5 separate regions of the Mus musculus genome follow, and all the other regions are linked to region 4. Evidence: chromatin contacts called from public ChIA-PET and promoter capture Hi-C data. All regions are on one chromosome and are shown on one strand. Each heading gives the region's core, a stretch centred on a gene start, on an enhancer-like site or on the middle of the called end of the contact. The rest is flanking DNA. Distances are from core to core; before and after follow the strand shown.

The links. Promoter capture Hi-C pulls out the DNA fragments that hold promoters and counts their contacts. ChIA-PET counts read pairs in DNA pulled down with a chosen protein or histone mark.
Region 1: a promoter capture Hi-C map of trophoblast stem cells shows a contact between it and region 4, with 8 times the contacts expected there. The contact joins the enhancer-like site here to the promoter of Crtc3 in region 4. A contact is called at or near these places in 18 of 39 promoter capture datasets (the 3T3-L1 cell line, 3T3-L1-derived adipocytes, the HPC-7 cell line and 13 more), 1 of 15 datasets of contacts at CTCF or cohesin (pro-B cells), 5 of 484 Hi-C or Micro-C datasets (B cells, Th1 cells and embryonic stem cells), 14 of 115 datasets of contacts at active chromatin or transcription factors (the 230-238 cell line, acute myeloid leukemia, bone marrow-derived macrophages and 5 more) and 4 of 9 other capture datasets (adipose tissue, liver, macrophages and 1 more).
Region 2: a contact with region 4 is called in a promoter capture Hi-C map of the HPC-7 cell line, with 3 times the contacts expected there. The contact joins the enhancer-like site here to the promoter of Crtc3 in region 4. A contact is called at or near these places in 11 of 39 promoter capture datasets (the HPC-7 cell line, cranial neural crest, embryonic stem cells and 7 more), 1 of 484 Hi-C or Micro-C datasets (B cells), 5 of 115 datasets of contacts at active chromatin or transcription factors (effector CD8 T cells, intestinal villus epithelium, large pre-B cells and 2 more) and 3 of 9 other capture datasets (adipose tissue, liver and pancreatic islet).
Region 3: a contact with region 4 is called in a promoter capture Hi-C map of pre-B cells, with 2.0 times the contacts expected there. The contact joins the enhancer-like site here to the promoter of Crtc3 in region 4. A contact is called at or near these places in 11 of 39 promoter capture datasets (the 3T3-L1 cell line, the HPC-7 cell line, embryonic stem cells and 5 more), 2 of 484 Hi-C or Micro-C datasets (gonadal supporting cells and liver), 3 of 115 datasets of contacts at active chromatin or transcription factors (bone marrow-derived macrophages, embryonic stem cells and fetal liver) and 3 of 9 other capture datasets (adipose tissue, liver and pancreatic islet).
Region 5: a contact with region 4 is called in an RNA polymerase II ChIA-PET map of effector CD8 T cells, with 6 read pairs. The contact joins the enhancer-like site here to the promoter of Crtc3 in region 4. A contact is called at or near these places in 11 of 39 promoter capture datasets (the HPC-7 cell line, embryonic stem cells, epiblast stem cells and 6 more), 5 of 115 datasets of contacts at active chromatin or transcription factors (the NIH/3T3 cell line, effector CD8 T cells and embryonic stem cells) and 1 of 9 other capture datasets (embryonic stem cells).

What each region holds. Positions count from the first base shown.
Region 1 is chr7:80,845,368-80,850,670 of GRCm38.p6, forward strand. No RefSeq gene overlaps it. Among named protein-coding and RNA genes, the nearest start is that of Zscan2, 13 kb to the right of the region's middle. Within about 2 kb of position 1,549, at least 50 of the 459 cell types and tissues checked have an H3K27ac peak or open chromatin away from gene starts, as enhancers often do. A contact at or near this core is called in adipose tissue, bone marrow-derived macrophages, embryonic stem cells and 2 more, where this site is marked.
Region 2 is chr7:80,827,038-80,832,048 of GRCm38.p6, forward strand. No RefSeq gene overlaps it. Among named protein-coding and RNA genes, the nearest start is that of Iqgap1, 26 kb to the left of the region's middle. Within about 2 kb of position 1,279, at least 150 of the 459 cell types and tissues checked have an H3K27ac peak or open chromatin away from gene starts, as enhancers often do. A contact at or near this core is called in the HPC-7 cell line, effector CD8 T cells, pancreatic cancer cells and 1 more, where this site is marked.
Region 3 is chr7:80,492,874-80,497,651 of GRCm38.p6, forward strand. Blm (Bloom syndrome, RecQ like helicase) reads right to left here. Exons shown (of 22, transcript NM_001042527.2): 9 at 4,532-4,650; 10 at 3,117-3,230; 11 at 1,560-1,658; 12 at 1,229-1,377. Among named protein-coding and RNA genes, the nearest start is that of Blm, 40 kb to the right of the region's middle. Within about 2 kb of position 2,523, at least 38 of the 459 cell types and tissues checked have an H3K27ac peak or open chromatin away from gene starts, as enhancers often do. A contact at or near this core is called in the HPC-7 cell line, bone marrow-derived macrophages and pre-B cells, where this site is marked.
Region 4 is chr7:80,686,694-80,691,951 of GRCm38.p6, forward strand. Crtc3 (CREB regulated transcription coactivator 3) reads right to left here and starts at 2,184. Exons shown (of 15, transcript NM_173863.2): 1 at 1,914-2,184. The coding sequence starts at 2,045.
Region 5 is chr7:80,887,166-80,892,475 of GRCm38.p6, forward strand. Wdr73 (WD repeat domain 73) reads right to left here. Exons shown (of 8, transcript NM_028026.2): 8 at 3,558-4,744. The coding sequence ends at 4,512. Among named protein-coding and RNA genes, the nearest start is that of Gm32112, 3.6 kb to the right of the region's middle. Within about 2 kb of position 2,231, at least 248 of the 459 cell types and tissues checked have an H3K27ac peak or open chromatin away from gene starts, as enhancers often do. A contact at or near this core is called in the HPC-7 cell line, effector CD8 T cells, embryonic stem cells and 4 more, where this site is marked.

The DNA of each region.
Region 1 (5,303 bases), core at 299-2,798, 160 kb after region 4:
CACTCGGGAGGCAGAGGCAGGTGGATTTCTGAGTTCGAGGCCAGCCTGGTCTACAGAGTGAGTTCCAGGATAGCCAGGGCTATAAAGAAAACCAAAAAAAAAAAAAAAAAAAAAAAAAAAAAAAAAAAAAAGGATTTGAAAAAAATTAAAGCTACACATTCCTATTCAAACCAGCACACTGGTGTCATTCACCTGAGGCCACTTTCCGAGGCTGTCCCAGCATTCTGCACAAAGGGTCACAGCTAGGCCTTAGCTAGGCCTTAGCTGAGAACCTCTACTCTAGCTAGGCCACTCTGCAGCTCCCTCCCTCTGCTTTCTTCTCTCTCCCCACCCCCCTCAGTATATTGCCCTCAAACTCTTGGGTGGCCTTTAGGTAGGTGGAACTAGAGACATGTGCTCCTGACTTACTCTGCCCTTTCTCTGATGGTTCTGGACCCTGACTGCCGGGTGCCTGTCTTGCCCTCTCCCATGGCGACTTCGGTGTACTTGTTTGTGATGTTTCTGCCACCCATGGGCCCTTCACTTCCTCAACTCTATGATTTATGCCTCCACAGGACAATCACATCAGAAAACGCTTCCATCTCAGTCCCGCTCCATCCTTACTCCGGCTCTGTGTCCTCCCGGGGCCCAGGAGGGAGCACTGCTTGTCCCCACCACTTCTGTGTTCTTTCTACTCCTCCCCAGCAGTCTGGACTCCGAGGTTTGTTCCTCATCCTGGTTCCTCCTTAGTAGGCGGGGTCTCCCCAAATCACTGTCTAATCCGCGGGTTTCTTTCTCCAAGCAGGGAATTCCCCACATCTCCTCCTTCAGCTTCCAGGCTGTTCGATGTGCTCTGTCTGCTCAGACAAAAAGGTGTGACCGGCTCCACCTCGTTCCAGGCCTGTCCCTTTCCTCCCAGCTGGCTGGCCCGGGGAGTGAGGAGGAGACTGAGGAACTTGCAATGGTTGTAAGCAGGGATCCGAGCCTCGGGCTACTCTGCAGATTCATTTCTTGCCTCTTCCTCTCTGAGATCTGCCTGAAGTCCTGATGTGTGCTTAAGAGCTTCCGCGGCACTGCACAATTTCCTCCGCAAACATTTCAATCTTTAATTTGGAACTTAGCGCCCGAGCACAGGACTTACTCTGGCTTCACACTGGCTCCTCCAAAGGAAGCTAAGGGCGAAGGGAGGGTGGTCATCATAGAAGCAGACAGTCTGTGCATTGTTTACCTGGAAACTTACAAGTGAGTGTAGAAATAATTTTTAAATTCCAAGTTTTCCTTTCCCAGTCTCGGCTCTCAGAGTGATGACTCTGAGACGACTTAGTTATTATTAAATGCCTAGGCCATAAGCTTTGGCTCACTCTCTGACTAGTTCTTACCTTATTTAACCATTTAATCTATTCTATGTCTATCACTTGGTTAGTGATTCGGTACTCACTGGCTCCTTCCTTCTTGTCTCCTCAGAGTCTCTCAGAGTTCCTCCACCTGCTGGTTTACCCCTGTCTCCTCAGTCTGTTTCCCATCTCCTCTTATTCCCCCATGGCTCTCTTTTCTCTTACTATTTCCCAGAATCCTCTGCCTTCCTGCCAATGTCCCGCCTCTTATTTCCTGCCTCAGATCATTGGCCATTGGCTTTTTATTGGCAGGTGGTGCTTTTAAGCGATTCTCTCTACAAACGTTCCCGACTCTCTCTCTTTTTTGTGTATCCAGATACACTTGCCTATGCACTCACTCACAGATGAGGCCAAGGTCAGAGGTCACTGTCAGATGTCATCCTCTACTGCTCCCCACCCTACTTTTAGAGACAGGGTCTCTCCCAGAACCTGGACCTCACCAACTGGCTAGACTGGGCAGCAGACCCCAGGGCTCTTTCTGTCCCGCCTCAATGTTGGGGAGGCAGGCATAGACCATATCTAGTTTTTACATGGGTGCTGGGTCTCAACTCAGGTCCTCCTGCTTGATAGCAAGAATTTGTACTGACTAAGCTGTCTGCTCGTGATTCTAGCTGTTCACTTTATTCTATCAGGGGACAGGGTCTCACAAGGCACCCAAAGCTGGCCTGAAACACCAACTTCTCCCGTCTTAGCAGCAGCAGCAGCTGCTGCTGCTGCTGCTTCTTCTTCTTCTTCTTCTTCTTCTTCTTCTTCTTCTTCTTCTTCTTCTTCTTCTTCTTCTTCTTCTCCTTCTCCTCCTTCTCCTCCTCCTCCTCCTCCTCCTCCTCCTCCTCCTTCTTTTTTTGCTTTTTCGAGACAGGGTTTCTCTGTGCAGTCCTGGCTGTCCTGGAACTCACTCTGTAGACCAGGCTGGCCTCCAACTCAGAAATCTGCCTGGATCTGCCTCCCAAGTGCTGGGATTACAGGCGTGTGCCACCACTGCCCTGCTTCATCTCAGCTTCTGATGGTGTTTATGCTCAGGATGAAAATGAATTCCAAGTAGACGAGAGATGTGCTTATGAATACAGAGCAAACACAGTGCAATGCTAAGGCTCATAACTCCAAAGCACAGTGCTGGTTTTTGCTTTATACTGAGCACTTGAGTTTGGTTACCAATACCTACTTAAAACCTGGGTGCAGATAGGCAATAGTGGTGCACAACTTTAATCCCAGCTCTTGAGAGGTAGAGACAGGCAGATCTCTGAGTTCAAAGCCAGCCTAGTCTATAGAGCAGAGTGAGCGAGTTGCAGGTCAAGGCTACACAGAGAAACCTGTCTCAGAAAACAAACAAAACAAAATAAATATCTGGGTGCAGCAGACATTTGATTCCAGTGCTGAGGAGGTAGACAGAGGAGGTACTTGGGACTTGCTTGCTGGCAAGCCTTTAGCCAAATTGGCAAGCTCCAGGTTTAGTAAGAGACTCAGATCAAAAATTTTAAAACGAAAAGCAATTGAGAAAGGCATCTGACTTCTATCTCTGGCCTACACACACACACACACACACACACACACACACACTCAGGCTAAGTTATTTCTCTGCTGGTGAAATGAGCCAATTCAATCCAGATTAGAGTAAGTAATGGCAGGCTTTTGGGGAAGCCTCTCTCAGGCAAGTTCACTGGTCCCGAGGAAGGAGGTCTTGGGGTGGGAGACAGAGGAGAGGAGGAAGAGACTGAGAAGGAGAAAGGAGAAAGAGCACACACATGCAGGGAGAGGGAAAATGCAGAGAAGGGAGAGAAGAGAGAAACAGGGACCAAAATGTCTGGATTATATAGGAAAGAACCTCTGGGGGAGGGGAAGCCCAACCTCTGGGCTAGAAAGTTCAGGGTAGAGGGCAGGGTTTGCCAAGTAGACTGAGGGATGCTGGGAGAACCTGGAGGCCAGGTCTGCTTTGCTATGTTAACTATGCAACCGAGCTGTTTGTAGTCTGAATCTCAATAACACAAACACACACACAGTGTGTGTGTGTGTGTGTGTGTGTGTGTGTGTGTGTGTATGTGTGTGTAGAGGTAGCTCATTGGTTAAGAGCACTTCTGGACTGCTCTTCCAGAGGTCTTGAGTTCGATTCCCAGCAACCACATGGTGGCTCACAGCCATCTGTAATGGATGCCCTGTTCTGGTGTGTCTGAAGAGCTACAGTGTAATCATACATAAAATAAATAAAACTTAAAAAAAATACACCACATACACACCACACACAAACACACATACATACTACATAAACACACACAGAATAAGGAATTGAATGTTGCTCAATGGTTAATTGTATGGTTGTAATGGTTGTTAGTATTTACAATAGCCCAGACTCATTTGCCAGAACATTCAAAACAGAAACAAATGAACCAAATTAGGGTATGGACTTTTATATGTGATATTTATAGACATATAAAAATGTATGTCTCATTTAGCTATGTAGAACTGAAGATGTAACACCTGTGAGTTACATTTCCACTGTTCTACTGGAATGCCACACACACAGAGTCTCCCACAGGTTCCTAGCTCCTAGTCCTTCAAGGGAAATAAACAGAATTAGCTGTTGGGAGGGTTGCTGCCCTGAAGGCTGACAAGTTCACTGTCAGGAAAGTGAGGACCAGTAACTAACCTCTTATGTGATGCGGCAAAGAAGACAGAGATGCCCAACACATGGTACTAGAAATCCCTTTGGGGCTGAGTGTGGTGGTGTGTATTTATAACTGTAGCACTTGGCAGATAAGAGGATCGTTACAAACTAGAAGCTAGCCTGGCTTACAGAGCAAGACTGCCTCAACTCAAAAATAAAATAAGTTGCTGGGGCTTCCAGGTATGGTGACCCACACCTGCTACCCTAGTTCTTGGGGAGTTCAAAATCACAAATCCTTGGCTCCAAATCCTGGTTCCACACCAACCTGGGATACATGAGACCCTGTCTCCAAAACGGAAAGGATAAATCAGCCTTGAGGGTTGGCGAACTTTATCTCTTTGGTTCAGTAAAAAAGGCAAATTAATGAAATCCGAATTTGGATTGAAACTCTCTGGAAAGGGAAATGGTTTGTTATCTGGAGCCGGAAAGGACTTCAGTAGCTGGCAAGAAGTGGAATCAGAGTGGCCTATCTCTGAAGGACTGGCAATGTCACCCTGGGGAGAACTTGCAGGGGTGTCAGATAGTGACACCTTGTGGTGGCCAAGAGTAATGACAGAAACAGTCCAGTGCTTGGGGGATTGGACTTTCCTTCTGGAGTGTGAAAGACCGCAGGTCTATAGGGAATTACTTGTGCTCTAGGACCCAGGGAATCCTGAAGCAGGCTCAGTGTTAGTGAAGCTAGTTGATAATCAGTCTGATTGTTAAGCTGAACATGATGGCTCAGATCCGTGATCGCAGCTTTAGGGATGCTGGACAGGAGGGATGTAGAAATTTGAAGTTGCCCAGGGCATTGGTGAGTTCGAGGTCAAGTTAGGCTACAAAGTAAAATTCTGTCTCAAAAATCCCAAACAAAAAACTCAATTCCATCCTTCTCCGAACCTAAACAAGGCAAAGCAAAAACCAGCAACAGGGGCTGGAGATGTCTCAGCGGTTAAGAGCACTGACTGCTCTTCTGAAGGTCCTGAGTTCAAATGCCGACAACCAAATGGTGGTTCACAACCATCTGTAATGAGATCTGATGACCTCTTCTGGCATGTCTGAAGACAGCTATAGTGAACTTACATATAATAAATAAATAAAATCTTTAAAGAAAAAAGAAAAAAAAAGAAAAAAAAAACCCAAACCTCATGATTCCCAGTCTCTCTCACTGCTTTGGCTTGTTTGAGACGGGGTTTCTCTGTGTAGCCCTGGCTGTCCTGGAACTCGCTCTGTAGACCAGGCTGGCCTTGAACTCACAGAGATCTGTCTGCCTCTGCCTCTGCCTCCTGAGT
Region 2 (5,011 bases), core at 29-2,528, 140 kb after region 4:
TATACAACAAACAACAAAAAACAATCTTAAAGCCAGGCAGCACTCAGGAAGAAGAGGCAGGCGGTTCTGAGTTCGAGGCTAGCCTGGTCTACAGAGTGAGTTCCAGGACAGCCAGGGCTACACAGTGAAACCCTGTTTCGAAAAAAAGAAATAAAATGAGAAGACTTTTGAGACACCAGTTCCAGGAGTGTGATTGGGTTAGAAATCCGTAAAGGGTCTGGACAAAAGCTCTGAGAATAAATATGTTGATTGGAAGTTTGACAGAAAGGGAAAGGAAGGCAGAGTCTAGAAGAATGACTTCCTGTCAATGCCGGTTTGCTGAGCTGTCCCTAGTATTTACCATGACCAGCTATTAAAGACCTATATGCCAGGCGCTGTCTTAATGACCTCTGCTTCTCTCTGTGTAATAGGAGTTACACGTGCTTGCCAAGTCTACCTTTCCCAGTCCTGACCATGTCTCTGCTCCTGAATAGCTGATGGCCAAACCCTGTTCTTCAGAGTAGAGCATCCACACTCCATGGTGAGCAACCAAGCACATGGTAGTGCCATCCTCGCTCTTTCCCAGCCTCATCTCATTCAATGCTTTTCTAGAATCACACGGTCCTTGACTGAAAGCAGAAGCATTCATTCATTCACTCATTCATTCATTCACTCACTCATTCATTCACCCATCCAACAAGCATTTCTTTAGCACCCATTGTGACAGAATGGAGATAGTAAATGGATTTTTCCTTTCATGGGATTTATCAAAGAACAAATAAACAGGAAATTGTGCAAGACATTTAAGGAGAACAGAAGAAAGGTTGTCTCAGTGACTGCCAGGGGAAGAGGTCAAAGGCAGATGCAATTGCCAGGAATAGTCTTGGTAAAGAGGTGAGTTTAAGCTAAACTGGCCTGAAAATAGCCTACCTATGTTTAGATCTGGTGAGGAACATTCTGGACAGAGAGAGCGTCACACATAGCCTTATTGTGACCAGTGGAGGAACATTACCAAGTGTGCTGAAGTACAGCGAAGGACAGGGATGAACGCAGGAGTGGTGGAGTAGCTGGTGTACCTGGCAGTACCTCTGAACTTGGGGGCAGGAGTTCAAGGTTATTCTTGGCTACCTACTGAGTTCAAGGCCATCCTGGATGGGCTCTTGAGATTGGTCTGAAGAAAAAAGTATAGGTGTGTGTGAGGTGCCACTGCCTCAAAGGCAGGGGAACCAGAACTCAACCCTCAGCACACGTGTTTACAAATAAGTCAGACACATACCAGGAATCCTAGCACTGGGCGTCAGAGACGTGAAGATTCCCTGGGGCTCGCTGACCAGGCAGTATGGCTGAGTCATACACTCCATAGTCAGCCATACACTACACACACACACACACACACACACACGGACACGGACACGGACACGGACACGGACACGGACACGGACACATGACAGGAGGGGTGGTGGGACAGGGGAAGAAAAAGAGAAGGCAGGATCTGCTGAAGAGGACAAGGAAGGGCCAAAACCTACACAGAAGCTCCCTGCATAACACTCGCTCACATACAGAGAGCATCTGAGATTCTTTCAGCATCTAAAACCACAGGCATCTACTAGCATCGTTATGCCTCGTCATGGCGACGAGACAGCTGGTGACTCATGCCTGAACGGCAATTCACTGGGACAGAGTTTCCGTTGTATTAAGTCATTAAGTCTGTAACTACTTTCTTGCAAGTTCTGAACTCAGACACAGTAAAGTTGGGGAAAAAAACAAACATCAACCAGGCTTAGGAAGAAACTAAAGGGAAGGAAGAAAATGGAGATGGGAGACCTGAGTTCAATCCCCAGTTGCAACCCTACAAGCTCACTCACCCACATCAAAACAACGGAGCACTGAGCTTGCTCGGAGGATGCCTTAAGGATCAGGCACTGCCATAGGGGGCTTTCTTATTTGTTTGTATGGTACTCCATCACTGAGCTGAGTCCTCAGCCTCTGTGTGTGTGTGTGTGTGTGTGTGTGTGTGTGTGTGTGAGTGTGTGTGTGTGTGTGTGTGTGTGTGTGTGTGTTTTGAGACAGGGTCTCACTGTGAAGCTTTAGGCTATTGTCATCACATCACATCCAGCTCCCAGTTTTGTTTTGTTTTAAATCTTAATCACATATATGCATGTGGGTATGTGAACATGAGTGCAGGTGCCTGCAGAGGCCAGAACAGGGCATCGGATGCCCTGGAACGGGAGTTACAGGCAGCATGGATGCTGGAAAGCAAACTTGGGTCCTCTGGATAGAGCAGTGTGTGCTCTGAATGACTGGGACATCTCTCCAGCTAGCTGCTTTTGTTTTGTTTGTAATGTATTATTTTTATTTATTTATTTATTTATTTATTTATTTATTTTTTCGAGACAGGGTTTCTCTGTGTAGCCCTGGCTGTCCTGGAACTCACTCTATAGATCAGGCTGGCCTCCAACTCAGAAATCTGCCTGCCTCTGCCTCCTAAGTGCTGGTATTAAAGTCATGTGCTTGGCAATTTTAAAATTCTGATATTATTTTATGTATGCAAGTGTGTTACCTGCATGTATGTCTGCATACCATGTTCACACTTGATTCCCACAGAGGCCGTTAGAGAGCATCGGATTCCCCAGGACTGGAATTACCAATAGATGTGAGCTATGGGATGGAAGCTCAAATTTCATCACACATTGGGGGTGAAGCCTTACTGTGGCTTCACTGTAGGCAGTTTTAGTCAGAAGTCAGACATGATCAAACACGGAAGAACCCACACACAGGAGAAAGGCCTTTAAGTGTGGGTCCTCTGGAAGAGCAGCAGTTCTCTTAACCACTGAGCCCTCTCTTCAGTCTCTTACTTAATCTTTTCATTTGGAGACAGAGGATGTGGGTGGAGGTGGGTGAGAGGGTTTGGGGGGGGGGGTAAGGGGAGTGGTAGGGAATCAAACCATAGAAACACATTTCATTGCTCTGGATTATAACATTTCCCCAACTCAAACAAACAAGCCTTAATAAAAATGATGTCATTAAGTAGGTAAAAACTAATAAGAGAGTTTTAGGCGTGGATTTTGTTTTGACCCCATTTGCATACGCAGAGGCTCTTGCAGGAGTAATGCGATTGATGGGAAGAGAACTATAGGAATCTCGATTTTTTTTTTTTTTTTTTTTTAAAGATTTATTTATTTATTTATTTATTTATTTATTATATGTAAGTACACTGTAGCTGTCAGAAGAGGGCGTCAGATCTCATTATGGGTGGTTGTGAGCCACCATGTGGTTGCTGGGATTTGAACTTCGGACCTTCGGAAGAGCAGTCGGGTGCTCTTACCCACTGAGCCATCTCACCAGCCCAGGAATCTCGATTTTTAGAAATCCTGTTTTCCGTGTCAAGTTCTTGTTCCATGCAGGTGACCCTAAAGTCCCCATAGCTCCAAGGTGCTCTGACTAAGTGCCATTGTGAGAAGCACACGTCTGTGCGCTGATTTATTAATAGGAACATGACCACACCAGTGGGAGCCGGATTCTTCCCTGCCGTCATTTAGGCTAAAATAGAGCGCAGGTCAGAAGGTCAAAGAGAACTGAAACCAAGGGACCACCAATGAGGAGCAAGAGGATTGACTAAGAGGGTGAGCTACTCCATCACACTTCCGCATGACTCAGGGAAACCCCCGGGGCTCCCGATTTGTGGACTCTGCAGACACATCATTGAAGAGGTGGGCAAGCTGGCTCCATGCTTTACATGGATTGGATTCTCAACCAAACGTGGGTTGTCCCTGTGGTTGCCTCCAGGAGAAAGGCACAGCTGAGGACAGAGCCAGCTGCAGGCAGTGCAAGTACCCACCTCAGCTGGACTGGTTAACATCAGTTTTCAGCCAATCCAGAGCTTGGGCAGCTTGCGGTCCTCAGGTGATTCCTGGATGGAGTCTGTCAGCCAGGTGAAAATCTGCTGAGACAAATATAGACTCGGACAGAAGTTAAAATTGTCGAGCAATTGCAGAAGGTAAAGAATCCCCAGACCAAGGGGCAAATCCATTCTCAAGAACAGGCAAACCGGGCGTGGTGGCGCACGCCTTTAATCCCAGCACTCAGGAGGCAGAGGCAAGCGGATTTCTGAGTTCGAGGCCAGCCTGGTCTACAGAGTGAGTTCCAGGACAGCCAGAGCTAAACAGAGAAACCCTGTCTTGAAAAACCAAAAACCAAACCAAAACAAAACTAACTGCTGGGCGGTGGTGGCGCACACCTTTAATCCCAGCACTTGGGAGGTAGAGGCAGGCGGATTTCTGAGTTCGAAGCCAGCCTGGTCTACAGAGTGAGTTTCAGGACAGCCAGAGAAACCCTGTCTCAAAACAAAACAAATCTAACTAGTGAATAGACTAATGAACTAACACAGCAGCAAACTACCTGAAGGAGCTAGTTGCCTGTTGTTCTCTAGCTGTTAAGCTATAATTAGCTTAGCCATCAATATTATCAGAGACCTGAGAAGGATAAACTACTATCTAAATGGCCTATGTGTCAGTTAAAATGACAGAAACTAGTCCATATTTCATGACCTGGCCATTTGTCCCAAGTTCCTGTGGTCTCCATTGCATCAAGGACAATGGCAGTCTTTGGCCATCAGGCCCAGAAGATGAAGAGGCCTTTTCTGTGGATGAGGAACTTGGGAGAGACTGTCCTCATCTCATCTTAAGCAAAGTGTGGCAATCAGTTGTCTGGTTGTCCTCTGTCCACAGCTCAGGCCGGGCTCTGGCAGTGGGCGAGGCGCTGGGGCAGTTATGTCCAGTAGTTATGTCCTTTGTGGTTGTGCCCATATTTTCTTGGATACCTTGGAGGGTCACTGTTAGGATTTGGGAGTCTCTGTCTGTCGTGGTAAGTTTAAACATACTAAATGCCACATTCAGGAGATCTCTGACTGGTTTGAGGGCTAGTACCTACCTGTTTTTAGTTATCTGCTCTAAACTATACCTTGAAAATATAAAACAGAAGACTAAATAAAGCTTAATCTTGAAATTAACTGCATCAGTTCTTAGCATGGCTT
Region 3 (4,778 bases), core at 1,273-3,772, 190 kb before region 4:
TTTATAGGAAGCATAGCATTTCTAGAAACAAATTTCTAGCATTCAGTATTTATTAGAACCTAAAGTATAACATTAATCTTAAATATAGTATTAGCGCACATAATATGAGAACAAAATGTATTCTCTCACCCCAAATTTACATAAATATTCCTCACTACAAGTGGCATTAAATTAAAACATTCCATTCCAAATTTGTGATTATACACAAAAAAATTCTGAAAACTCAATAATTCTTGCATTCAAGTATGGTCATTAATGGTATATAAAAGTCAGATCAACAGGGATCCGATGTCTTCGGGCTTTTGTGGGTCCCAGGGACACATGTGGTGCCCAGATAAACACTCATATACATAAAATAAAAATAAGTCATTAAATTTATACAAATTCACCTCAATATTCTGTTCAGCCTTTACTCCCTTAGGCAATCTCCCTGAACCTCAGAAAAAAACTCACTGTACAAACATGTTAAGTATCTGCTGAGCAAATTAACAACACAGAAAGCATGGACAAACTCAGGTGGAGGTACAACAGCCTAGCACCACCTAAATGTATATAGGCAAATATTTTTAGTGCCTTTGTTACCAATTAGTTATGGATTTGGAGGTAGCAAGATGCACGTGCTGAGATGAAATTCAAGTGAAAGTGCTGTGCTAAGAGGGTTCTAGACTGCTCTCAAATCGTGCATGGACTAGAGACTTTAAGATGAGAAAGCAGGGTTACCTGCTCATTCCATGAAGGCACGTGGAGTGTGGAAGCCAAAGTAAGATACACAAAATGTAATCTGTTAAAAGGATTACAACAGGGTTACCCAGGACCGAATTTGATTTATCTCACTTCTAAAGCAGAGGGTGGGATGATTTTCCTTTTGTTTCTATTTATTTGCTTGTTTATCAGGGCTTGCTTGGGCAACAGGCAGAAGGTGCCAGTTCTCTCTCTCTCAAAGATACCAGGGGCTGACCTCAGGCGGTCAGCCCTGGCTGCAGGCGCCTTTATGTGTGCTGCCGTCTAGAGTGCTCTAGAGTTGTTCTTTTATTAAGTAAAGAAAAAAACCCAGATTTTGTTCCCAAATTTTACTGCACTGAGAATAAAAAAAAAAAAATTCTTCCAATTTCAAATATTCTGATTTAGCTGTCCTTGGGCACATCTGGACACTTGGCTTGATAAAGCCCTACAGGTGATGCTAATGTACAGAATCAGAAAATGGAACCCACAACCTTCACCGACTTACACCTGAGGTCTGAGGATCTTCAGCTGAGTGAGGATGTCCTTCTGGACCCTGGGGTTCGCTGTGGCCGTGAGGGCCATCACTGGAACAGAAGGAAACTTCTGGCGAAGCATATTCATCCTTTTGTAATCTTGACGAAAATCATGACCCCACTAATTGGAAAAAAAATGTTGCTTTCAGGTTATTTGTATCTCTCGGGTCGATATATAAGATGCACTTTATTCTCCAGTGAAGCAGCAGAGCGATCAGTCAGCCACTGTGGGTTGTTCTTCAGTGCTGTGGCTCTGAGCACTACTGGTGGTATAAACACACTGATATCCCAAGAGAAACTTACCTGACTCACACAATGCGCTTCATCAATGACAAAACGTGCCAAGAGCTTCCGCTCATACAGATTCTCCAGAGTAGAAATCAGCCTGTTACTTGCACAGACCTAGAATAGAGATACACGAGAGATGTAAACACATCTGAATGAATATCGTCACTCCCTGTTAGAACTACTCACACACGAGTGATTCTGTCCTCAGTCTGTGAAGAGAGCAGAAAAGCAAAGGGCAATCCAGACACTTCAATGCCCTCATCCACATCCAACAGCTTTACTTATCAGGCTAGTAGCTCTGAGAGTTACCACATGTTTACTCTGGTTACAGGACTTACATTTTTTTACATGTATTCATTTTGTGTTTGTGCATGTGTAGGGTGGGTCTGTGCACACAATGATGTATATGCGTGAATTCAGAGTTAAGGTGGTTGGTTCTAGGTCCTTAGGCACATTCCCCATGAGCAACCGCCAGCCTGATAACGGGAGTTTAGATGTGTGTTTGGTATGTGCATACTATTGGGGAAGAACTCTATGTATTACACATATAGATAGCTATGTGCCAATAACAAGCATATCTTAACAGGGACATAAGACACAGAAGTCAGGTTGATGAAGCGTCCTCACTGGTTGAACATAGGCAATTAGAACATCAAAATACATAGTGAAAATGATTATAATTTACTAAACTAATAAAGAACCCACAAGTTCACACTGATAAATACGCAGCATCAGGCAAGGCTTTCATAAAGCCAGGATGGATTGTATCAGTAAACTCAACCTGGCACTCATCATAGTAATAATAAGAAACAAATCATCAACGATGCTAAAGCTTGTGGGGAGGCTCTGATGTCTGCCACGGTGTCTGTACAGTCTGAGACCTCCTACAACAGAGCAACTGCTCACTAGGCAGCTGGAAGGGGAAGGAAACGTTAAGCCCAGCGAGCAGCAGCCTGGCAATGCTATTTTGATCGAGTGATTGGCCAGTGACCACCACTGGTAATGGGATGAGTCACTGCCAACTGTCTTCTGATAGCACACAGCACATCTGTGGCATCCCTGCCAACGTGAGGAATAGGGATTTAATCAGCAGGAAACAAGGCAAATTCAAATTGAGGCACAGTCCCCAAAACTGGCCCTTATGCTTCAAAATGTCAAAATAATGAAACTGTTTAGATAGGAGATGAAATAGGGGTTTTCTTTTTTTCCCTTTTTTACAAAGGTCATTACTGAAAGGTTAATGGCTTAAGTAACAGTATGTGTCACTGTACATTTCCTGACGGGTAAATTACAGTGGTTCCTAAGGGAGTGCTATACAGTCAGGAAATGCAGAGTGAGGTAAAGGAGAGGTAAAATGGCAGATCTGCAACTCACTGTCAATTAAGTGTTTCACAACAAACTGGAGAAAGAACAAACAACACAGGAGGCAGAGAAGACTTTACCATCTGTGGTCTGGAGTGAAGGTTATACAAGAATTCATTAATGTATATAAAAATTATCACCAAGTTCTTCAAATATATGTATTTGAGTGCGTTGCAATATTACACTGAAGAGAGTGAGATAAATACGAACCTTCTCTGGAGTAACATACAAAAGCTTGATGATTGGGTCTTTTTTGGATAATTGGAGGTAAATATTTGCAGCTTCTGAGTCAGTCTTATCCCCTGTCAGATATGTAGCTGGAATCTAAGTTAAGAGTAATAATTTAAATTTCATTTTATTTATACATTAATCAGATATGATCGTGCTTAGGTTTCATATTTTATAAGTCATATATCACACTTTCCAAAAGAAACAAATACCTCACCATAACAATCAATGCACCATTTTTATTTTTAAGTTTTGTTTTCTGAGTCAAGAGTTTCACTTTTGAGTCTCAAACTTGTGACCCTCCTGTACCCTCAGCTTCTAAAGTACTGGTAATTATAGGCATGTGTCACATCTAGCTAGTACACATATTTTTAAAAATTAACATTAAATGCAACTCAAAATAGCTTTCCCACTTAGGTGTGGTGGCATACATATGAGGAATCCTAGCTGGCAGGAGGATGAGAAAGGAGGTTTAGGAATTCAAGGCAGCCTTGCCATCCGGCAAATCTGAAGCTAGCCTGTGCTATGGCAAGATGCTTCTGTGTCAAGAAAAACTACAAAAGGCTCTCCACTGTTCCATTTTCTATGTTTCATCTCCTCTATCTGTAAAAAAGACCATGTTGTCTGTGTGTGTAACTGGAGCTGGCCCCAAATTTGCTTGTATGCCAGGCTTGCTTCTAACTGACAGAGAGGAACCTCTTTTTGCCTCTGAAAGTGCTGAGGCTTAAAGGTCTGCACCACAATGGTCGGCCTGGCTACGTTTACAGGTCTCATTGCTGTGATGGTAACTGTTGGTTAGAACAAGGTGAACAGCTGGGCAATGGTTATCAACACTGCAATGACATTCTTTAGAAGAAAAGTCAAACCAGCTGTCACACTGAGATGGTATGATTCGTAACCCTGTAGCCAACTCTTTGCAATGATTAACCTTATAGAGTGCAGCAGTCATAATTCCTCAACTCAGCAATGAGGAAAAAGACAGGTGTACAGGCACACACATGTGCATAGGAAAGAGAACTATGATGATCACTAGCCAAAAAAAGAAATCCCTTTATTTATAGTAAAACAAACAAACAAACCACCCCAAAACCCACATCAGGAAAATGTAGGCTAAGAGTTCTTAATAAAATACATTCTTTGAATTACAGATGGCTATTTGAATCACAATGTTTTAACACATGTACTTAACTCTACAGCTTAATTTAACTGTATGCTTTATTTAATTAATTAATTAATTTATTTATTTTTTGCAGTATGTTAGGCAAACACTCTGCCATGAAGCTATATACCCAGAATAATTATTTTAATAATTTAAACAATAGTTAATAAGATTTCCTAGCATACTGGCATGTGTTTCTAAGGTGCATTTTTATTAATAGTTTTATGTAATAACTTACATCAAAGGAAGTCAGCTTTTGGACTTGATCTACTATTAGTGATCTCAAGGGAGAAATGACAATTGTGACCCCAGGAGAAACACAGGCAGGGAGCTGGTAGCACAAACTTTTACCTCCTCCTAAGAGACAAATAATGAAAAACATGTCAGTTTCGAATTTGAGTGTGAAGGTAAAAGTTACAAAGAAAACCAATATAATATTTAAAATAATTTTCAGGGCATTAAATAGTATTACCCACAGGGCTATC
Region 4 (5,258 bases), core at 934-3,433:
CCCAGATCTGATGGTGCATGTCTGTGATCCCAGCATTAATGAACTAAGGAAAAGGGATGTCGAGCTAGAAGCCAGCCGAGCTACAGAGCACAAAAATAATCTGGGGGCTGGAGAGATGGCTCAGAGGGTAGGAGCACTGACTGTTCTTCCAGAGGTCCTGAGTTCAAATCCCAGCAACCACATGGCTCACAACCATCTGTGATAGAGATCTGACACCCTCTTCTGGTATGTCTCTTCTAAAGACAGCCACAGTGTACTTACATATAATAATAAATAAATCTTTAAAAAAACATTTAAAAATAATCTGTATATCACTCATGACCTCAGCACAAAGGATGATTTAAAGGGGGCCTCAAAATCGCATGAGCGACTGGACCAACTCTAGCTATACAGACACATAGAGCACATGTATGTGTGCATAAAGTCTGCCTTGTAACATCAACACAGGCCTTACACTAATCCATGGCTTTTACCCACACCTCTTCAATACATCCGAAGCTTGTCAGGCTCAGTCTAATCAAGGTCACAAAATGTCAAGGCCTTAGATGCCAACCTGTAAGCAGTATAACTGCTCAGGGCATAAGGACATTTTTTTCCTTGAAATTTTCAGCCTTCTATACAGAAGGCTGTATCTATCTGTATCCTGTATCTATCTCTTATCTCTCATATATTCCTTTTTTTCTTCTTCTTCCTTCAGTGCATGGAGAATGGAAGTTCAGAAAGCAGTCCACTTTGCCCTTACTGATGAGTGGTCTCGGTGTAGGGGGCTGTAACAGTGAGCCGTGTAAAGTGTATTATAGCAAGAAAGAGTTCACACTCCACTTGAGGGAAGTAACACTCAAGATTGTTTCCAAGTCTCTTAATTTTAAAGTAAGTCCGTTTAGTTTATGCTATACATTTATGTTAGTTTAGTTTATGTTAAATTTATGTTAAAAGAAAAAACTCCCAATTTAAACCCTAGCAACAGATTTTAGTTTTCTTGTTTTTGTTTTTCAATCCCAAACACTATGGTGGCCAAAATAGAATACGCTTGCACCTTGGGAAGCAGGGAAACAACCAGCTTGCAATCTGCTCACACGTCTGCTTCCAGCTGTCCACCCCCAGCATCTTCCTAGCCTCCCCCATCTGACAATGTGCCTTCAAGGCCAGCACTCAGAATCCTCAAGGCTGCCCACTCACGTTGACCCTCTGCAGTCTACACAGACACTCCTGCCGTCTCCATCCCCTGCCGTCCGCTCCAGTTGTCTAGCCTCCCAGGTGTTTGTTCCGACTCGCTCTTACTCATTCCTCTGGGTCCCTCCGCAGTCACCATCTGCGCTAGGCACCCTGTCAGTTCTCACTAAATATCTGATGCTGAGCAAATGCACCGGACCACGGAAAGCACCTCCAAGAGGCGAAGGAGGGAAAGCCACGGAATCTCAACGTGGTACCAAGGCCCCCTGCCACTCAGGGGCCAGCCGTCGATTCGCTTGTGCGTGCACCAAGTCTTCCCCTCGGGGAGGATGTGCGACCCTCCGGCCCCCGAGGCCTTCTACGCCGACAGTCAAGGGCTCGCTGGCCGTGGGTGTCCACGGAGAAGCCGCACCGCCCGAACCAGGCGTGCCTCGGTCCGGCCTCTGAGCTGCAGCTGCGTGCGATTTCCTCTCGGGGTCATCCTCCCGCTTAGGCCGCCCGGCCCCGCTGCCCGCCTCCCCGGGCTCGGCCGTTTCCAGCTCAACGCACCGAGGCCCGTCCACCGAGATAGCAAGCCGCATTCGGTGTCGCCAGGCCGGCCAGAGCCGAGGCCGCGGCCGCCCCGGCCCCACTCCCCACCCGCGGCCCCCGCCCGGCTCCGCCGCCGCCGCCTCGGCCCGGCGACCTCTTCCCCGCCGCGCGGACCCGCCCGCACCGCTCGCGCCGGCCCCGGAGCTCACCCGGGACAGGGTGAGGTCGGTCATGAGCTGCTCGAAGGCCCGCGTCTCCTCGGCCTGCCGCTGCGTGTGCAGGGCGATCTTCTCACTGAACTTCCGCGGGTTGGCGCTGCCCGAACCGGGCGAGGCGGCCATGGCGCGCGCCCGGCGCTAGCGGGCTAGGCACACGGCAGGCGCGGGGTTCCGCTGCTCGGCCCACCCGGTCTGTCCGCAGGCCGCCCAAGCCGCCGCCCGAAACCTGTCCTCCGGCGCGACCCGGCAGAGGAGCCGCCGCGGCCCCAGAGCCAGCGAGCGGCCGGGAGCGCGCCGAGGTCCGCCCCCGCGCGGCGGCTCCGCCCTCGGCGCGGCCCGCCCGGCCTCCGGGCCCCGAAGCCCGGCCTCCCAGCCGGGGAGCTCGACCTCCGGCGAGCCGACCGAGGGCTGAGCCCACGGTCCCCAGCCTGCTTCGGGACTTCTCACACCTATATCACGTCTGTAAAGTTAAGCTGCACCAATGTGTGAGAGCCGCTGGGTACCACTGCCCAGTGTGGATGTGTACATATGTATATGTGCATGCAGGCACCCACGGAGATCACACTAATCTAGGAACCAAACACGGGTCTTTGCCTCTGTAAGAGCTGTTTGTACTCTTAACTGAGCCATCTCTCCCATCCGTTCAACTTCGCTGGTAAAACAGCAAGTGGCCTCGTCAGGCTTCCCCCTTTTTAGCCCAGAAGCTGCTTCCAACATAATTGTACACCAAGATGTCCTGGAGAGTGTTGAGCATGACTGTGTTCTGTGAATTAGGACGTATTAGCGACATGAGGAGAAATACGGAAAATAACAACAACGCCCACGCACCTCATGATTAAACCATCAAAACATTTTTGCAGAGCCTGGGGACGGTGTTCAGCTGTAGAGCGCTTGTGTGACAAGCCCTAGGCCTTGGGTTTGATTCCAACACTGCAAATAAAATTTAAAAGGCATTTTGGGGCCAGCTAAATGACTCATGTGGAAGGAGATAACTGACTCCTGAGACTTGTCCTTTGGCCTCCACACTCAGGCTGTAGCAAGCACATACCTAGACACACATACACAATAAGACTTTTTAAAAATCGTTTTGCTTCATATGCTTGGAGTTTATTTAAAAAAAAAAAAAAAAGAACCCCACCTCATTCTTTGTCTCCATAAAAAGTAACTATGTTGGTAGTGATGTCTAACACTACTGTTCATTTTTTCAAAATTAACATATACTTATTATTCTGTTCTTCCTTTTATTGTGTATGATTTATTAATCCAGTTACTCTATGTGGGATAGGAAGTTTTATGTTTAAAATTTATACAAAAATGAGGCTGGGCATTATGGCAAGTGCCTGTAATCCTAGCAGTCAGGAGTTAGAGGCAGCAGGATCAGTAGTTCAAGGTCCTCCTTGGCTACATAATGAGAAGAAAGCCAGTCCAGACTGTATGATGACCTTGTCTCAAAAACAAAACCAAAAAGAATTTATAGACATGATGTGCAACTTTTGTATTTCCTGCAACTGTTTTTATATGTGTTGGTTTTTTACATTCATTCATTATTCATTTTGTGTGTGTGTGTGTGTGTGTGTGTGTGTACTCACATCCGCCAATAACTCAGGTTGGTGGCAGGCACATTTACCGACTTAGGGAGCTCACTAGTCCCTAGATTGTTTTGTTATAATTAGGCTTATGTGTCTGTTGTATTGTCCTACCCACCATGCTTTTTTTTCTTATTTTATATTTCTTGATTTTTATATGTATGTGTGTATGCTTGCATGCAATTATGTGCAGCATCTATGTATAGGGATCCTTGGTAGCCAGAAGGTGGCCTTAGTCCCCTGGAGCTGGAGTTACAGACGGTTGCTTGTGAGCTACCATCTGTACCATGTGGGTGCCGGGAACTGAACCTTGACCCTTTGCAAGAGCAGTAGGCACTCCTAACCACTGAGCCATCCCTCCAGTCCATCCATGCTTTTTCTTTACGTGTTGCCTTCTGCTTTTATGCCATACTGAGTTCATTTTCACACAGATGAGCCAGGCTGGACATGGTGTCATACATCTGAGATCTCACTACCTGGAGGGTGGAGGCAGGAAGACTGCAAGTTAAGGGTCATTCTGGGCCACTCTGTCTCAAAAAAAAAAAAAAAAAAAAAAAGCAAATGTGTTACTCTTTCAGAGAACCTGAGGTTGGTACCCAACACCCAAATTGGGCATTCACAGCCACCTGTCACTCTCTCTCCAGGGACTATGATAACTTTGCTTCCACAGGCACCTGCACCCAAGTATGCATGCCACACAGAGGCACATAGACACATGATTAAATGCAATCAAAATAAATCTTTAAAAAAAGAAGAAAACAAAAGAAAAATCTGGGCATGGTGGCACACACCATTTAATAACAGTACTTAGGAAGCAAAGGCTGCCGTTGGGTCTCTGTGAGTTGGAGGCCAGCCTGGTCTACAGAGTGAGTCAGCCCTCCTTCCCCACCACCTTAACAAACAAACAAACAAAACCAAATAAAGTAGGACTTTCTGGCTAGTTCGGGTAATAAAGGGGTTGCTGAGATGCCTGTTTGGAGGGCTGAGAGCAGACGCTGATGGAGCGCCAGGCTGCAGACAAGAGGCAGCAAAGGAACCATTCCCTCTCTTGAGATTGGAAGCCAGCTGGGAAAGCTGTCACTACACTGAGCTCCAAGCAGAGGCTCAGAAAACACACAGGAGGAGACTGTTCCCCACCCACAGTTTCATTTCCAAGGCTTCAATTATACTCCATCAACCGTAGTCTAAAAATATTAAGTGGGACATTTCCAAAAAATTCATAATTCATGAGTTTTTACATTGCTTGCCAATCTGAGCAGCATGATGAAACATTGTGTCGTCTCACAATGGGTGGGAGGGATCCACTAACCAAGCATACCGTGCCCTACAGACCGCCTGCCTGTGTGGTCACTTAGTAAGGTCTCTGGTAGTAGATCAACTATCAAAATAATGTACTTTCTTCACCTTTATTTCACCTAATTAAAAAAAAAAAAAGCCTCAACCAGGGACCAGCAAGGTGGCTCAGTGAGTAAAGGCACTGCCACCAGGCCTAACATCCTGAGTCTGATCCCCAGGATCCACATGCAAGAAGGACAGACCCGTTGGGCAGTGGTGGTGGCGCATGCCTTTAATCACAGCACTTGAGAGGTAGAGGCAGGCAGATTTCTGAGTTCAAGGCCAGCCTGGTTTACAGAGAGAGTTCCAGGACAGCCAGGGCTTCACAGAGAAACCCTGTCTCAAAAAACAAAAAAAGGGCTGGTGAGATGGCTCAGTGGGTAAGAGCACCCGACTGCTCTTCCGAAGGTCAGGA
Region 5 (5,310 bases), core at 981-3,480, 200 kb after region 4:
TGTTGGGATTAAAGGCGTGCACCATCATGCCTTCTTGTCTCTTTCTAATAACAGCACGGACACAGAGCAGGAAGAGCCCTCGCAGATGAAACTTGTCTGTTGAAAACACCATTTTGTTGGGCTTTGTTGCTTGAGTATTCCAGAAGTTCTTTGAGTTTAAGAATTTAGGGCTGGGGAGATGGCTCAGTGGGTAAAACACTGGGCCACGGAGCCAGGTGTACACAGTGAGAAAAGAACAGAGAACGCCTGTCTCAGGTAAGGCAGAAGGTGAGGACTGCTACCTCGGTGCCCTCTGACCTCCTTATGTGCCCTATGACAAGGCAATTCACATGTGACTGCACGTGCGCGCGCGCACACACACACACACACACACACACACACACACACACACACACTTTCTAAAGAGCTGGGGAGATGGCTCAGAGGGAGGAGAGCTTCTGGCAAACATGTGGCCCTGAGTTTGCCCCCCAGGCACAGTGTGTGCATCTGTAATCCTTGCACCTTTGGCTTGGTGGGAGCAGATGGGAGAATCCCAGAAGCTCAAGGGCCAGGCGGCCTGAGTATACAGCAGTGAACCAGAAGAGAGCCTGCCTCAAACACAGTGGAAGACGGGGACCAGTACCCAAGGTGCCCTGTGCCCTCTGATCTCCACAGGCATGCTTCAGCCTGTGCACATATAAAACACACACACACATCATATAAATAAATGATAAATAATTGGGTTACAAAATGTCTTCATGCTACTTTGTATTTTGAGACAGGAACTTTACTCTGTAGCCCTGACTGGCCCAGCACTCAGTGTGTAGACCACACAGAGGTGTCCACCTGCTGGGATGGAGGGCTAGGCCACCAGGCCTGGCCTCTGAGAGCACTTTAGAAAGCTTCACACCTAACCTGCACACTCCTGGGACATGGTGCTCTACACATTGCTTAGCAGGGGCCGACAGCAGCACTGTCTATAGAGCATCTGGCTTCCTCGGAGACCTGGCTCTATTCAGTTTTCTCTTTCCAGTCCAGTACTTTCAATGGATGGCTATTTGCAGCCTTCGAGACTTCAGAACACCTGTCATTGGAGATCATTTTTTAAAAAAGATTTATTTATTTATTGTATGTATATAAGTACACTGTAGCTGTCTTCAGACACTCCAGAAGAGGGCGCCAGATCTCATTACGGATGGTTGTGAGCCACTATGTGGTTGCTGGGATTTGAACTCAGGACCTTCGGAAGAGCAGTCAGTGCTCTTAACCGCTGAGCCATCTCTCCAGCCCCGGAGATCATTTTTAAAAGGAATATTCCAGAAATTAAGTTAGAATTTTTGTTTCTTCCAAGGGCAGAAAACAAAAGTGGCATAGATTTATTTTAGAATGCCTTTTAAAGATTTTTAAAAAATTATTTATGTGTATGTGTGCACACAGGTGCCTGCAGAGGGCAGAAGAGGGCGGTGGATCCCTCTGGAGTGAGGTACAGACAGGTGTGGGTGCCGGGTCCTCTCCAAGAGCACCAGGAGCTCTTAGCCTCTGAGTCACCTTTCCAGCTCCAAGCCTAAGATTCCTCATCTATTAGACAATCATTCCCATCCCCCCTCTTGTAGCCCTGACCTCAGTGTCCTTGCTGAGTCCCTGGGACTTTGCCTGCTGTAGGTACAGTCCGGTCCAGGCAGGCACCCGCACAATCTGTCCTCTGGGTTGGTTCGTTTCCTGCCATCCATTTTGTCCAAGGACAGCCATGTGTCTGACCAGCTGTGTTCGGCTCTGTGTGTTAAGTGCATCTGTGTCTGCGTGCTCACTCTTCCTGCTGCCTAGCACAATCTAGGACCACCCTCCATGCCCCTGCATGCCTCACTGACAGACCCCAAGCCCGCTTTCTCAGTTGTATTCCCATTTACTCCTAGGGTAGGGGCTCTGTCCTTAACAATGATGTCCCTTCTGCCCGAACACAGGATACAACTCAACTGTCACCTTCCCTGTGCGAGCCTACTCTCTCCAGGCCCGTGTGTGACTGGGCCCATGCTGCAGGCCATGCGCCCCTTCTCTAATGGAGGCCCTATGGATACAGTTCAGCATCTCGTTATAACACCTAGGCTGGTGCGGCATGGCATTCAGGAATGGCTAAGTGAGACAGATGGAGCCTACAGCATCACTGTTTCCACAGCTGCCTCCAAACCCAGCCCCTCTCCCTCTCTCTGGGACAGAGCCTAACAGTCTCCCTCCCACCAGCCGCTGTAAGCATGCCTAGCCCCGCCCCTTTCCCTAGCCTGGGGGTGGGAGGGAGGAGTGAGGGAGGGAACAATGCACTGAATTCTAGCTTGTTTTTGCCTGTGCTCTCCTGACTCCCAGCACACAGACCTGGCTAGGCTAGGTCACAAGATGTAGAACTAAAAAAGAAAACGAAACAGAGCCAGCTACAGACAGTGTCCTAACTCCACTGTCCAGGGACTTGAAGGGAAGGCTCTCACAGTCTTTAAGGCCCACATAGTCCTGGTGTTCTCCTTCAGCTAATGCTTTCCCCACCACCACCATCGGTGGCTTTTCCTCACATAGCTCATCTGAAGGGAAGTCTGTGTCGCCTCTGTGAATCTCTGAGCCCATCCCGATCTCCTGTCACTCTACTTTCTGTAGCAGTTGGCCCTCTTTTCTCTGGGCCTAGGAACTGGGCTCTGGTCAGACAAGACACCTGCAGTTCTTACCTGGAGGCCTCTGGCCCCGACTTCCTGCAGCTGTGAACCTACCTTAGCAAGCTTCCCTTCCTTCACTTCCTCTGCAGCCCCAAACTGCAGCTCAGTCACCCCGTGGGTGTGCGGGTGTGCGTCTGCACTTCCTGGTCGGGCCCTGGCTGATACAGTTCAGCAAAGCACCTTCTACATTCACAACCGACTTCTAAATTACTCAGCTTTCCCAGTGAAATACTAGCGTGCAGCTGGGCTGCTGTAACCCGGATATCTGCTTTGTAATATCTGCCAGCTTCTGAGATGTAAATCCTCCCACCAAGGCCAACTTCAAGCTATCAGTGTGTCACCACTGAACAGAGTAGAGGGAGCCGCGGGGTGAGCTTCGGGGCGGGGGGGCGAGGATGACAGAGGATGCTTCCCAAACTCTGAACGTGATCCTGTTGTGAAGCACCCGGGAGGCAGAAGCAGGCGGATTTCTGAGTTCGAGGCCAGCCTGGTCTACAGAGTGAGTTCCAGGACAGCCAGGGCTACACAGAGAAACCCTGTCTTGAAAAACCAAAAAGGAAAAAAAAAAAAAAAAAAGTGAACAATGGGGGCTGGAGAGATGTCTCAGAGGTTAAGAACACCGACTGCTCTTCCAGAGGTCGTGAGTTCAAATCCTAGCAACCACATGGTGGCTCACAACCATCCGTAATGAGATCTGACTCCCTCTTCTGGTGTGTCTGAAGACAGCTACAGTGTACTTAACTTATAATAATAATAAATCTTTGGGCCAGAGTGAGCGGGGCTGACTGGAGCGAACAGAGGTCCTAAATTCAATTCCCAGCAACCACACGATGGCACACAACCATCTGTACAGCTACAGTGTACTCATACACACAAAATAAATACATCTTAAAAAAATTTATTATAAAAAAAGCTGTTAGACTTTTCTTATCCCCCCATTATTTTTAAGTGCTGTGGACAGAAGTGTGTACCCCTTGCAAATTCATACACTGAAGTCCCTACCCCGAGAGACTAGATTTGGAGAGGGGTCTAGGAACTAAGGCTAAACAAGGTCATAAGGAAGGGACCCTTATCCACCAGAGTGGAAGACAGAGCTTACTCCAGTCAGCATGCAGAGGTCACGTGTGCACGAGGAAAGCAAGGTGCATCCTTTAGCAAAGCAGAGGCCTCGGGATGACTCCACCTTCCCAGCACTTCTTGGTGCCTATACTCATGAGTGTGCACACCCAAGCACGTGCACCCTCGTGCAAGTAATGAACACGAACACACACACACACACACACACACACACACACACACACACACACACACACAAAATAGGAAGAAGTAAAAGAAAGCAGTTGGGGCATAACTCAGAACAGTAGGCTCAGTCCAGTCCAGTCTTGTGTACAAAAACTAAGTAAATTGCTAATTGCTTCTTACTTGTATTCTTTTTGATGTTTATTGGCCCTGAGACATCGATTCCTTCTGTGAGAAAGTTCACACCCACATTCACACTCCAGCTCTCCTGATTCTCACCATGATGCTGTGAAGACAGGAACACAGCCTGCTGCTATACACCTGGAGACGCAGGGCTCCTAGAGGCAATGGTCGCTTCCAGCCATGTTATGCCGTGCGCCCTACCAACTGTTCTCAGGTAATTTTCTTGTGATGCTCCCCACAGCACTAGGTGGTACCTACTACACCTTCATTTTACAGGTAAGAAAAAGGGACAAGAAGGGCAGGCTAGCTTGCCTGAAGCCAACGGCTGTGGTAGAGCTGTGTTCACTCACAGTCCATGTCAGCCTCTCAAACAACTCCTCTTCTCAGAGGCCCATGAGGGCAGCTGCTGTGTCATCAGGAGGCCTGGAGGTCCACCCAGTCCCACACATGCAGAGAAGAATCACTTGCTGCTGATAACAAAGTTCTGGGTTTGCGAGGGTGCCAGGTATGGGTGGTGACCAGAGGAGCAGAGTCTACGTCATTTCCATCCAGGAAGATGTGGCCTTTGTGAGTGAAGAGAGGCTCCGCTTGGGTTTTCTTTCCATCCCATGATGTGACATCATAGATTTGTACTGTCCCATCAAAGCCTGGAGAAGAACGTGCAAAGAGAGGTGTGACCCTACTCTTCCTTGGAGGACTTCCTCTATCACAAGACACTCAGAGGCCAGCCACCGAGAAGGCTGCGGCTGCAGCGGTGTGGGGATGTGTCCGCATCGTATGGGGTAGTTGTACAGGCCTGAGGTGCTTGTGTGGAATCAGTGAGGTAACCTTAGGTACCATTGTCCAGGCACAGTGTACCCTGTCTTCTGTTAGAGTCTTTTCATTGGCCCGGAACTCATCAATTTGACGAGGCTAGGCAGCCACAAGCCCTAGGGATCTGCCTGTCTCTGTCTCCCTACTGGAATTATAATAAACACATGCCACCACAGCCAGTTTTCCCCCCTACACCCACACCATATGTACACTATATATATATGTTTTCAAGATAGGGTTTCTCTGTGTAGAACATCCAGCTTTTCCACACAGGTTCTGGGGATCAAACTTAAGTCCTTGCCTGCATGCCAAGCTTCACTGAGCTACATCCTCAACTTCAGCCTGTGACACCTTTATCTTCATAACAGCATCTCCACAGGAAATGGACGCAGCAGAAACT